Regions from separate parts of the Mus musculus genome. Here region 1 is linked to region 2. A link is a contact called in public HiChIP or PLAC-seq data. All regions are on one chromosome and are shown on one strand. Each heading gives the region's core, a stretch centred on a gene start, on an enhancer-like site or on the middle of the called end of the contact. The rest is flanking DNA. Distances are from core to core; before and after follow the strand shown.

The links. HiChIP or PLAC-seq counts read pairs in DNA pulled down with a chosen protein or histone mark.
Region 1: an HNF4G HiChIP or PLAC-seq map of pancreatic cancer cells shows a contact between it and region 2. The contact joins two enhancer-like sites. A contact is called at or near these places in 2 of 39 promoter capture datasets (3T3-L1-derived adipocytes and liver), 1 of 115 datasets of contacts at active chromatin or transcription factors (pancreatic cancer cells) and 1 of 9 other capture datasets (liver).

The regions. Positions count from the first base shown.
Region 1 is chr12:102,420,537-102,426,465 of GRCm38.p6, forward strand. Lgmn (legumain) reads right to left here. Exons shown (of 14, transcript NM_011175.4): 2 at 3,049-3,219. The coding sequence starts at 3,192. Among named protein-coding and RNA genes, the nearest start is that of Lgmn, 16 kb to the right of the region's middle. Within about 2 kb of position 1,710, at least 87 of the 459 cell types and tissues checked have an H3K27ac peak or open chromatin away from gene starts, as enhancers often do. A contact at or near this core is called in pancreatic cancer cells, where this site is marked.
Region 2 is chr12:102,258,780-102,263,915 of GRCm38.p6, forward strand. It overlaps Slc24a4 (solute carrier family 24 (sodium/potassium/calcium exchanger), member 4), which reads left to right. Exons shown (of 17, transcript NM_001362345.1): 14 at 1,599-1,713. Among named protein-coding and RNA genes, the nearest start is that of Gm25203, 7.7 kb to the left of the region's middle. Within about 2 kb of position 3,237, at least 66 of the 459 cell types and tissues checked have an H3K27ac peak or open chromatin away from gene starts, as enhancers often do. A contact at or near this core is called in pancreatic cancer cells, where this site is marked.

The sequences.
Region 1 (5,929 bases), core at 460-2,959, 160 kb after region 2:
AATCAGTTATGATAACAGCTCTTAATCGGGCTAAATTTCCTTTCTGGACCAGCACACAGAGGCCACTCAAGATGAGTCAGAACTTCACCAAAGCCAACCCTTGATGATATGGAAGCCAAGCACCCCGACACTCACAGGGACACAGCTCCATTTGTGCCAACCTCCCAACAGCTGGTCACTGGCTGTTCAGCAGCCAAACAACATGCATCGTGGATAATCTAAACTGACACACCCTGGGATCATGTACATACTAAAAAGGATATAGGGGCCAGCAAGGTGGCTCTACTGATAAAGGTACTTGCTGCCAAGTCTGACAACCTGAGATTGACCCCTGAGACCCACATGGCAGATTGAGAGAATCAACACCTGCCAAGTTTATCATCTGACCTCAACACACGTGTCGTAATAGGCTTGTACCCACACACATACACACATTCATGCATACATAAATAAATGTAATGAAACTTTTTGTTAAAGGATACAGGCTATCTCAGTGGTAATTTCGATATTAATTACATGATGAATTGATATTCATTTGGACTTCTGGTTTAAACAAGATGTCAAAATTAATTTCCTAAATATTTTTCTGTGTTTATACATTTGTGATTAGGTATGTGTTTATACTGTAGATAAGTGTGTATGTGTGCTTACATTGTGTATAGGGATGTGTATGTGTTTATGTTGTGTGTAAGTGTGTGTTTATATTGTATATAAGGGTGTGTGTGTTTATTTTGTGTATAAGGGTGTGTATTATTGTTTGTAAATGTGTGTGTGTTTATATTGTGTATAGGTGCATGTATGTGTTTATATTGTGTATAGGTGTGTGTGTGTGTGTGTGTGTGTGAATGTGGAGGCAAAAGAACAATCTGGGGTGTCTGCTCCTTGGGTGCTGTGGAGGTTTACATGAGAATGGCCCCCATCCGTCTCGTATATTTGCAAGCCTGGTTCCCAGTTGGTGACCTAATTGGACAGATTAGGGGATATGGCCTACTTGGAATATGTGTGTCACTAGGGGTGGGCTTCCAGGTTTCAAAAGCCCACACCAGGCCCAGCAACTCTCTACCTGCTGCATCCAGACCACGCTGCCTGACACAATAAAGAACTAACCCTCTGAAATTATACCCAGAAAATATACATAAGAAGTCCCCAATTAAATGCTTTCTTTTATAAGAGTTGCTTTGATCGTGTCTCTTCACAGCAACAGAACAGTGGCTAAGACAGGTGCTAGCCACTTTATTCTTGTTTGTGTATATGTATGTCTGCATGTGTGCATGCAGTTTCCCAAGTCCCGAGTGGGCATCAGGTCCCCTGGAGCTGGAGTTAGAGGAGGCTATGAGCTGCTTGATATGGAAGCTGAGACCCAAACCCAGGTCCTCCAAAAGAATAGCAAGTGCTGTTAACCACTGGCCTCCCTCCTTCTCCAGCCTGGCCCCCAATACTCCACCTTCGAGATGGTCTCTTACTGGCCTGGAGCTTATCAGGTAGACTAGGCTGGCTGGCCAGGGAGTCCAGGGAGCCAGCTATTTCCACCTCCATATACAGAACTGGGATTCCAGCAGACAGCATTGTTCCTTGGTGTTTTCCTAGGAGTTGACCTCAGGTCCTCGTGCGCAGCGGGCATTTAACTGAACAGACTCTCTCTCCGTGGCCCCTCCTACATATTTTAAGCTTTTTCAAATGTGGCTGCTAGAAACGTTTCCATGACTCACGCTGCTCTTACTGGATTAGGTGGCTCTCAAGCCAGCTGGCTGGGTCTGGATCCTACCCCACCCCCTCCTTGTGCTGCTTACAGCTCCACCACACTGGGCAAACTGCTGGCCTCCCCAGACCTCCATCCAAGTGCTGGTAGATAAAGAGAGGTAAGAACAGGTCCAGCTCCACACTGCCCAGTGGTAAGGAGTAAAGGCTCTCAATGCTCTAAGGAGAGCCTGCAATATGATCCTGTGATAATCTAGGTACCTGGCATGAAAAATCAACCTTTTAGCTAGCTCTGTTCCATAGACCAGGCTGGCATCAAACTCAGAGATCTGCCTGACTCTGCCTCCAAGTGCTGGGACTAAAAGTGTGTGCCACCATGCACGGCTAAATCAACTTTTTAAATGACAGTGTTACCATTCACATGGATGTCAGCCTTTTAAATACAGTGCTCCGCAAAACCACGACCACTTTCTAATTCTAGAACATTCTCACTACCCACAACAGGATCTAATTCCACGAGCAGTCAACTCCTCTGACTCTCCTCTGCCCAGCCCCCACTTCCCTGTAGACTTTCCTAATCTGAAGTGCCATTTAGTGGATTATTAACTGTTTGGTCTTTGTGACTGGCTTCTTTTACTTAGCACGTGCTTACGGTTTGTCCATAATGAAGCACACGTAATTGCTCCATCCTTTCCGTGGCCAAATCATGCTCCTGAGGCTGATACCGGCAGGAGATTTTACAGAGGCATGTTTTCATTCCTTTTGGGGGCCACACCTTGGGGTGGGATCTTTGGATTGCAAGATTTGCTGTTCCAACTTCCACAGGACTGATGCTTCCCCAAGGCTACCCCCTTCCTCCCAGCAGGAGGCTGGACTGTCAACTATGCCCTTCTCTCTCACTTCCACAAGCTGATTTGCAGGAAACACCAGGAGGGAGGAGGTGGTGTAAAGGGACAGAGGCATGGAGGACAGAGGGGCCAGGAGTCCGTTCCCCAGAGCTTCCACACTGCTCGCCTCTTGTCAATGGTCTCAGTTAAATCACCTCCTCTCTCTAGACCTGCGTGTCCTTTCTATAACATGAAGGGAAGGTGTTAACACAAGAGCTCTCACCTGGTAATCTTGAGCCCCCAAGATATGCGGTGATATCTAAATGCATTTTGATTTTTGAGTTGTGACAGGCAGGCAAGTGATACAGTGCAGACCCAAAAAGGGATTAATGCCTGGTTCTAAAGGCCGCCACTGGGGAAAGGTGAGGAAATCCCACTTGAGACTAAAGCAAAACTGTCTTCCAAAATGGAATGGCCATTTTGTAGGCACAAAGCCAGTGACAAGAACGCATGGGTTTCTTACCTGGTGTCGGTAATTATACCAGCCATTGGAGCCCGCCACAATCACCACCCAGTGCTTGCCTCCATCCTCGGGATCGTCCACACCGACGGGAACGGCACCAGCACCCAGCACCAGGCTGAGAAGCACAGCCACTCTCCAGGTCATTCTGCACCCCGTGTCCGCTACAGAAGACTGAAAGGAAAGACAGAGTCAATTTAAAAAGGGTCGAGAACATCACCTGGTCTCAAGAGGATTGGCCAATCAGCCCAGAGGAATGTGCTGAGGATAACAACTGAGATAAAAAGACAAAAAAAAAAAAAAAAAAAAAAAGCCTCTAAGACCTTTGGTCACTGCTGGGGGTGGGCAGTCCTGTCCCTACCTCCTAACCCTACCTAACTGCCAACCAAAAGTCAGAAAACACTTAGAACTTTTCAACTCAGAATGCAGATAGCATCCCACCAATCCCTGAACTATTTGTGCAAGAACACACATTCCTAGTTGTTTGTGGGAAAATGTACAAAGCAGACATATAAATAAAACAGGAGTTTTTTTGTTGGGTAATGGATAGATCAGAACAATCTCCTAAACTGCCCCTTTTTATTATAATAAATACTTATTACTGTAAAATGTATTTACATTTCTTTTATATTTTTAAAAACATATTTATTTATGTATGAGTGCTCTGTCTACATGTATGCCTGCATGCAAAAGAGGGCATCAGATACTGTTTTAGATGGTTGTGAGCCACCATGTGGTTGCTGAGAATTGAACTCAGAACCTCTAGAAGAGCAGCCAGAGCTCTTATCCACTGAGCCATCTTCCTAGCCTGTACTTACATTTTTAAAGTTATTCATAGCAGGTGGGGTATGTACTGCCACACAGGGGGCAACTTTAGGGAGTTGGTTCTCTCCTTCCACTTTACACTCAAGTTGGCTGACTTAGCAGTAAGTATCTTCATCCACTGAGCTATCTCACCAGTTCCAATTACTTATAGTATAAGTGTAAATATTCACTTAACAAGAACTTAAAATATTAACAAGAGTGTAAACTCAAGTTCCCCAGAAGGGGCACAGGGAGAGGAGGGAGGGAAAGGGGGGAGGGGGAAGAGTTAAAGATTCTACAAGGCCGAAGGAAGATTGGGCTTCTGGCTTCGAGATTATGGAGTTAAAATGTTGCAGACTACAGTCAAATACCTGAGATATTTTTAGCCCTTTGAAAGCCATTCATTGTTCTTCCCTGTGTCTAATCTAACATCCTGTGACTATCCAAACCTTACAATGTAGCCCTTAGCATCCTTGTGACTATCCAAACCTTACAATGTAGCCCTTAGCAAACTACTACAGTTCACCAATCCAAAAGCCAAGAATGACATCAGTTAGCATCTGAGCCAATAACAGCGATGCCCTCTTTGCTGTCTATGGTTCCCACTACCACTACAAAGGAAAATACTCTGATTTAGGACGCTTTTTTACTTTGTCCCTAATGAAAACCACATGCAACCACTTTTGTATGTGTTCCCTGGGCCATGTCATTCATATTTGGCTCCAGAATAAAATCATATTCTCCACGCAGTGAGAGCCGTGTTTCTGTGTCACCAATAGAGATGGCAATTTAAGCCTTAGTGTGAGCCACCTGGATAAGCTATAGTCAAACTTTACTTCCTGTCTTTGTCTGGCACTTACCAAGTGCACGTGTCTGTGTACCAGGTGGAGCAAACACTTTCATGTGTTTTAAGAAGGAGGAAGGTTAAGAGTAGGTACTGCTCTTACAGAGGGCCTGAGCCCAGTTCCCAGAATCCATATTGGGTGGCTCTCAACCGCCCTTAATGCTATCCAGCTGGAAGGGGGTGGGGTCCAAGCTCCACAGGCACTGCACTCATGTGCACATAACCCCCCCCCACACACACATACACACATACACACATACATACCTAATAATAAAAATAAATATTTCACCAAGCAGTGGTGGTGCACACCCTTAATCCCAGCACTTAGAAAGCAGAAGCAGGCAGATCTCTATGAGTAAAGGCCAGCCAGGTCTAAGGAGCAGAGTTCCAGGACAGCCAAGGCTACACAGAGAAACCCTGTCTCAAAAACCCAAAACAAACAAATAATATTTCATCTTTAAAAAAAAAAAAAAGAGGGGCTGGAGAGATAGCTCAGAGGTTAAGAGCACTGACTGTTCTTCCAGAGGTCCTGAGTTCAATTCCCAGCAACCATGTGGTGGTTCACAACCATCTGTAATGGGATCTGATGCCCTCTTCTGGTGTGTCTGAGGAGAGCCGTGTACTCACATACATTAAATAAAAAATAAATAAATCTAAAAAAGAGAAGAAAAAAAGGGAGGAAGGGCAGACGAAGGTATGAAGTGACAAATCCATTGTTTCTGGTGACTTATTCTTGGCCAAAGACCGGCCCTGTGTATTCTGGATTCCTAGCCTATTAGTTTCTGCCCCCATAGTTCCACATCTCAAGACTTTATGCTTCCCCCCCCCCCCCAAGACAGGGTTTCTCTGTGTAGCCCTGGCTGTCCTGGAACTCACTCTGTAGACCAGGCTGGCCTGGAACTCAGAAATCCGCCTGCCTCTGCCTCCCAAGTGCTGGGATTAAAGGTGCGTGCCATCACTGTCCGGCAACTTTATGCTTAAGGAAGTACCCAGCCCGTATTATACTTTAATGTCAAAACTTGTTTTGTTTGTTTTGAGACAAATGTCTTGAAATGTGTTTCCCAGGCTTGCCTCCAACACCTGGCAAGCAATCTTCCCGCCTCAGCTTCCAAAGTACCCGGGGCTGCAGGCATGTGCCCGCAAGCCTGCTAATGTCAAACCTTGAAAACCCTCTCTACCACACAAGGCCATATGCTGGCCACCATAAACTGTGTCATTAGCCTCTCCCTGTGTCCT
Region 2 (5,136 bases), core at 1,987-4,486:
CATTCAAGATCTCAAGAAGCCCTTGATGGGACAGATTTGAGTCTTGGAGTTTCTCCAAAGGAAGTAAAATGATGTCAGTTCAGAGACTGGCATACAGACACATTGATGGAGAGGAGCATTTGGCTGGGATTCCAATGCTGAGCAGCTGGAGTCCATGGGGGATCTGTACCTAATCTCTCTGGTTCTCATATGACATAATAATGGTGTCCTCCTCACCAGTGGGCAGTAAATCATAGCATGGGTAAGATTATGAAAGTAAGATACCTTCGTAGAGTGACTGCTATACATAAAGTTTTGATAGAAATCCAACAAGAAGCCATATCTATTAGTGAGGGATTAGTTAGAAGGCGCAGGCAATACAAATGAAATCTAAGCATTAGTTTAAAATGTGCTTAGATGAGAGTTGTGAGTGGAGAGGTATTCACGGTACATTATTACATGAAAAAACAGTTACCAAACAGATACTGATAATATGATCTGGGCACCCCCCACTTTTCTCCTAATATACACCCCCAAAACAAGATCAAGGATTCTCAGACATTTTCAAATGTGGTTCCCAGCCCAGCAGCTTGAGGGCACTAAACCTGAATGCAAGCCTCACGTTGGGAGTGAGACCCTGTAACGTGGTGCTAATAAGGATCGTCTGTGTTCTCGAGGTTGAGACCCACCTGTAGATGAAATGTGTTAATAGCAATTGTCAATGGCTCTTTAAAATTGGTAGTTAACTGTTCTTTTCACTTAATTTTATTAAAAAAAAAGTTTAATGCAGGACTGGAGAGAGAGCTCAGTGGATGAGAACACTGGCTGTTCTTCCCAAAGACCCAGGTTCAGTTGCCATCACCCACACGGCAGCTCACGAGCATCTGTGACTCCAGATCTAGGATATGTGATGCTTCTGGCCTCCTTGGGTTCTCCATGAATGTGGTTCACAGACATACATGCATGCAAAACTCTCATACGCATTTAATTAATTAGTTAATTAATTAAATGAAATAAACAATTTTAAAGAAAGTGTTAAAGCAATAAGCAGATACTGTGTGGTGGAGCCAGGGCCATACAGAAGATTTCCTTGCTGAGGGGATTGCACACACCTTTAATCCCAGCACTGGGGAGGAAGAGACAGGAGTGTCTCTATGAGTTTGAGGCCGACCTGGTCTAGAAAGCTCTAGGCTAGCCAAGACTACATAGTAAAACCCTGTCTCAAAACAAAACAAAATAAAACAAAAAACTCAAAAACCAAAAACAAACAAACAAACAAACAAAACCTATAGTTTTTCTTAAGGGGCTGAGGCTGTGGCTCAGCTGACATGCATAAAGGCCTGGCTTCAGTCCTCAGTACCACATGAACCAGGTGTGGTGCTGCATGCCTGTAATCCCATCATTTAAGAGGTGGATGGAAGCAGGAAGACTCAGAGTTCAAGGTCACCTTTGGCTCCATTGCCAAGTTCAAGGCCAGCCTGGACTATATAGGACCCACCTCAAAAAAAAAAAAAAAAGTCTTCAAAAATAAACTGTAAAAATAGCACACAGGGTAGGGAGTGTCCAGGGCCGTTACATTCTAAGTTGGCCCTGATCCCTGACCCTGGCCTCTTCTGCAGGTGACTATTATTGGATACACACTTGGGATCCCCGATGTCATCATGGGCATCACCTTCCTGGCGGCAGGCACAAGTGTTCCAGACTGCATGGCAAGCTTAATTGTGGCAAGACAAGGTATGGATTAAGCCTCAGCCCCCATCCCCCGCTGGCAAGTTCCCTGTCTCCTTCCCTGTTCCTGGAGAGACATGGACAAATATCTATCCACCCCATACAGGGCGCTGATGACAGACCAAAGAAATTCCATCCAACTCTAGCTTGGGGAACCAGGGAGTTTACTGGCTTTACTTCCAGCATGGGGGAGGGGGGGTGTGGAGGAGCCACTTACAGGAATATGGGTAACCCCCAAACCTCCCTGCATTGCTATGAGTCCCACCCCACCATGGACGATGACCTTGTGAGAGCTGCATCAAGAAGCCCACCCACAACTCCCTCCTGCATCCTAGCTGCACAGGCCCTGGTGGGCAAGAGGATGCTAGAGCCAATAGGCTTTTGTGCTACTTGGAGGCAGGAGGGAGTAGTAGGTAGACTCTCAGGTAAAGGTCTGATGATCTTCATCCCTCTCCTGCTTGAGAAGTCAATAGTCTCCCCACTCCACCCCCACCCCCTTCACCACAGGCCCCTCTGTCAATGTACTGCACTCATTTCGTCGCCATGACTACAGGGCTGAGGTTATCTCTGCTCCTTGATGGATATGGGATGGTCTTGGTATGCCCAGAAGAAAAAGCTATACTCTGACAAATACTGAGATGGACTCCCTTAGATCTTTCAAAGTGCTTTCCTATGTGGTTGTTTTAAAGGAGACATGTCCTGAGGTTACAGTGTGGGACGGGACAGAGCCTCCACCTAGAAGTCATACAGCAAATGACTGATTATATGCTTTAGTTACTTTTGTTCTGCTGCGACCAAATTACTCCACAATACATAAAAGAAGACAGCTTTATCTTTGCTCGTGGTTTCCAGAGAGCTCAGCCCATCACAGCAGAAACTGCAGGGCACACAATGTGGCATTGGGCATGGGTGGTAATGAGTATCCACATGGCGGTGGATCGGGAACCAGAGGCTGGAAGTGGTGACCCAGTGTCAAAACTTAGGTTCCACTTCCCAGCGGCTCCACAATGCATCTAAGGAACAGGTTCCTCCATCTGAGGAACAAGTGCTCAGAACATGAGGCTGATGGAAACATTGTAGGTCCAAGCCATAACATATGAGAGCCATGTCTGACTCAGGCAGGCATCGTAGGACTCCCAGACACTGGCTCTGTCTGTTCTCCTGAATTCTAGAAGATGTGAAGTGTTTTGCTTTGCGTATGGGCTTTCTTTGGGGTTTAGGAAGTGACCCAGGTGGAACAAGATGGAGGCTGGAGAGGGCAGTGCCAGGGAGAAGAGTTGGCTCTGCAAATTAAGGCACATTTCTCCAAGAGATTCAAAGGCTGAGAAGACCTGAAGAGAAGGCAGTGTGAGAGCATGTAGGGAGAGTAGGTAGGCAAGTGCCTGACAGAATTAGAGGTCACTGGAAGCAGCAGCTGAGGGGAATGGAATTTACTTGGGTGACCTTTGCCCTTTCCAGGACAGCTCCACACAATTGAACTTACCTTACCGGAAGTTTGACGCCAGGGCCCCAGGGCCTGTGGGGCCTATGCACTCTTCACATTCCTACTCGATTCCGTGTGAACCACACCTCTCTGACTCGCTTGGCCTGTAGCTGTGTCCCGCTGTGGGCTCTGTTTCTGCTGTTATGGGCTGTGTGTCCCTCTGTGTATCTGCAGCCACATTTCCTGCTTACAAGAACAGCTGGATTAGAGCCCACTTACTTCAGTATAACTTTATTTATTGGCATCTGTAAAAATTCTAAACCCAGTCACAGCCAGAGGATCTGGGAGGTCATGAATTAGAGGCAGGGTAGGGACAGCTCCTTGCACAATACATCGAGTGAGAAGAAAACTGAGGGTCACGGGGGCCTCTCAGACATTCAGTCACATGAGCCTAGGGGAAGTCAGTCTCACATAGTCCACAGCACAAAGGTAACAAAGTCTCCCCTGAGTGGAGCTAAGGGAAGACAAGGCAAAAGGATGTTTTCCTTAGACACAAGCAGGAAGTATTGCAATTCTAGACGCCTCAAGGTCCCAATGGGCTCAATGAAGGGTCTCATTTAGGAACAGGGATAAGCAGGGTTCTATAGCAGGAAACTGTTGCACAGTAGCTACAGTGGAAGAAATGTGTGTGAGGCTGAGGCTTGGGGTGCCAAGCTGTCCTAAGTTAATAGTGATGTGATCGACAGAACCCAGTCCACATGGTCAGAGTAGAAGGGTCTCTATGACAAAGGGTTCGGAGCCCCATTCAGAGTCAACTGTGTGAAGCAGGGAATCACAAAGGTGCTCTGACAGGAGCATCTGCACCAACCTCCATAGGGCTCCCTACAGGCAAAGCCTGGCAGGTATTGACTGGGGCACCCCCAATGACATATCCAAACCCGCAGATCCTACACAGCCATGCTCAGTCAGCACCTGCTTCTTACAGAAACCCCAGGTGACATGTGCACTCCTTAAGGTGTGACTCACACTTTCCAAGGCTCCTCAAAGAGTTACTTATCTTCCCGGCTACCTGTGCAGCTCTGACAGTTGCCCTGAGAAGCACTCAACCCCTCCTCTCCAAATTCCAACATCTTTAGCCTATCCTCACCAGGTACAAGGAGTTGGTCCCAAGCACATTCCTTCATGGGACCTGAGGCTGGGAGCCTGCTAGACCAGAGTCCAGACCTCAGAGCCCTAAGCTGCCAAGATTCTAAAATTTTTCACACCAGGAAGGAAGAGGCATGCACTGGGGTTGGGGGTCATCAGAGAACAGCAATGAGAACACAGGAGGGGAGGTCTGGCTCACAGGAGGATGGTGAAGATACAGGTCTGGATGCTGAATGGGCTTCTGATGAGTGTCACAGCTACCTAAGTGATGTTATGTTTGTAGACACTTGTGTTCCAAGGTTGGGCCTTCTGCTCACATTTGTGGGTGCCAGGTTACAACATCAGAGTTCTGCCAACTCTTTTCTTAAAGTTGTTCTAGTTCTTCAAGAGAGGAAGTGCCTTGGCTGTGTGATCAACAAGGTCTTGGACAGTGGGGCAAGAAGGGGATTGAACAATAGCCTCTGTCTGGAAAGAGAAAGGTCATCATTCCAAAACCACCAGAATGTAAGATCTGATGCTCTGTGGACCCAGAGAAGGACATGGATACCACTGTCCAGGCACAGATACAAATCATGGCTTGGTAGAAAGGATGTGGGCCCAGCATCCTGAGGCTGAGCCTCTAGCAAAGGGTTAGGCCTTGGTCACCTGCCACATGAGAGTGGTGGTCCCACCCAAACCCAGCAAAGCTGAGAGAACTAAAGGGAGCAGAGCCTGCGGTAGGCCCTTGAGCACGGCAGCTGTCAAGTCGGACAGGAGAATAACGGAGGAGCCTGTGTTCATTTGCTAAAGCCAATGTTGGCAGGGGGACTTAAACAGTATTTACACCTCACATTCCTGAAGGCTGTAAAATGAAGGTCAGG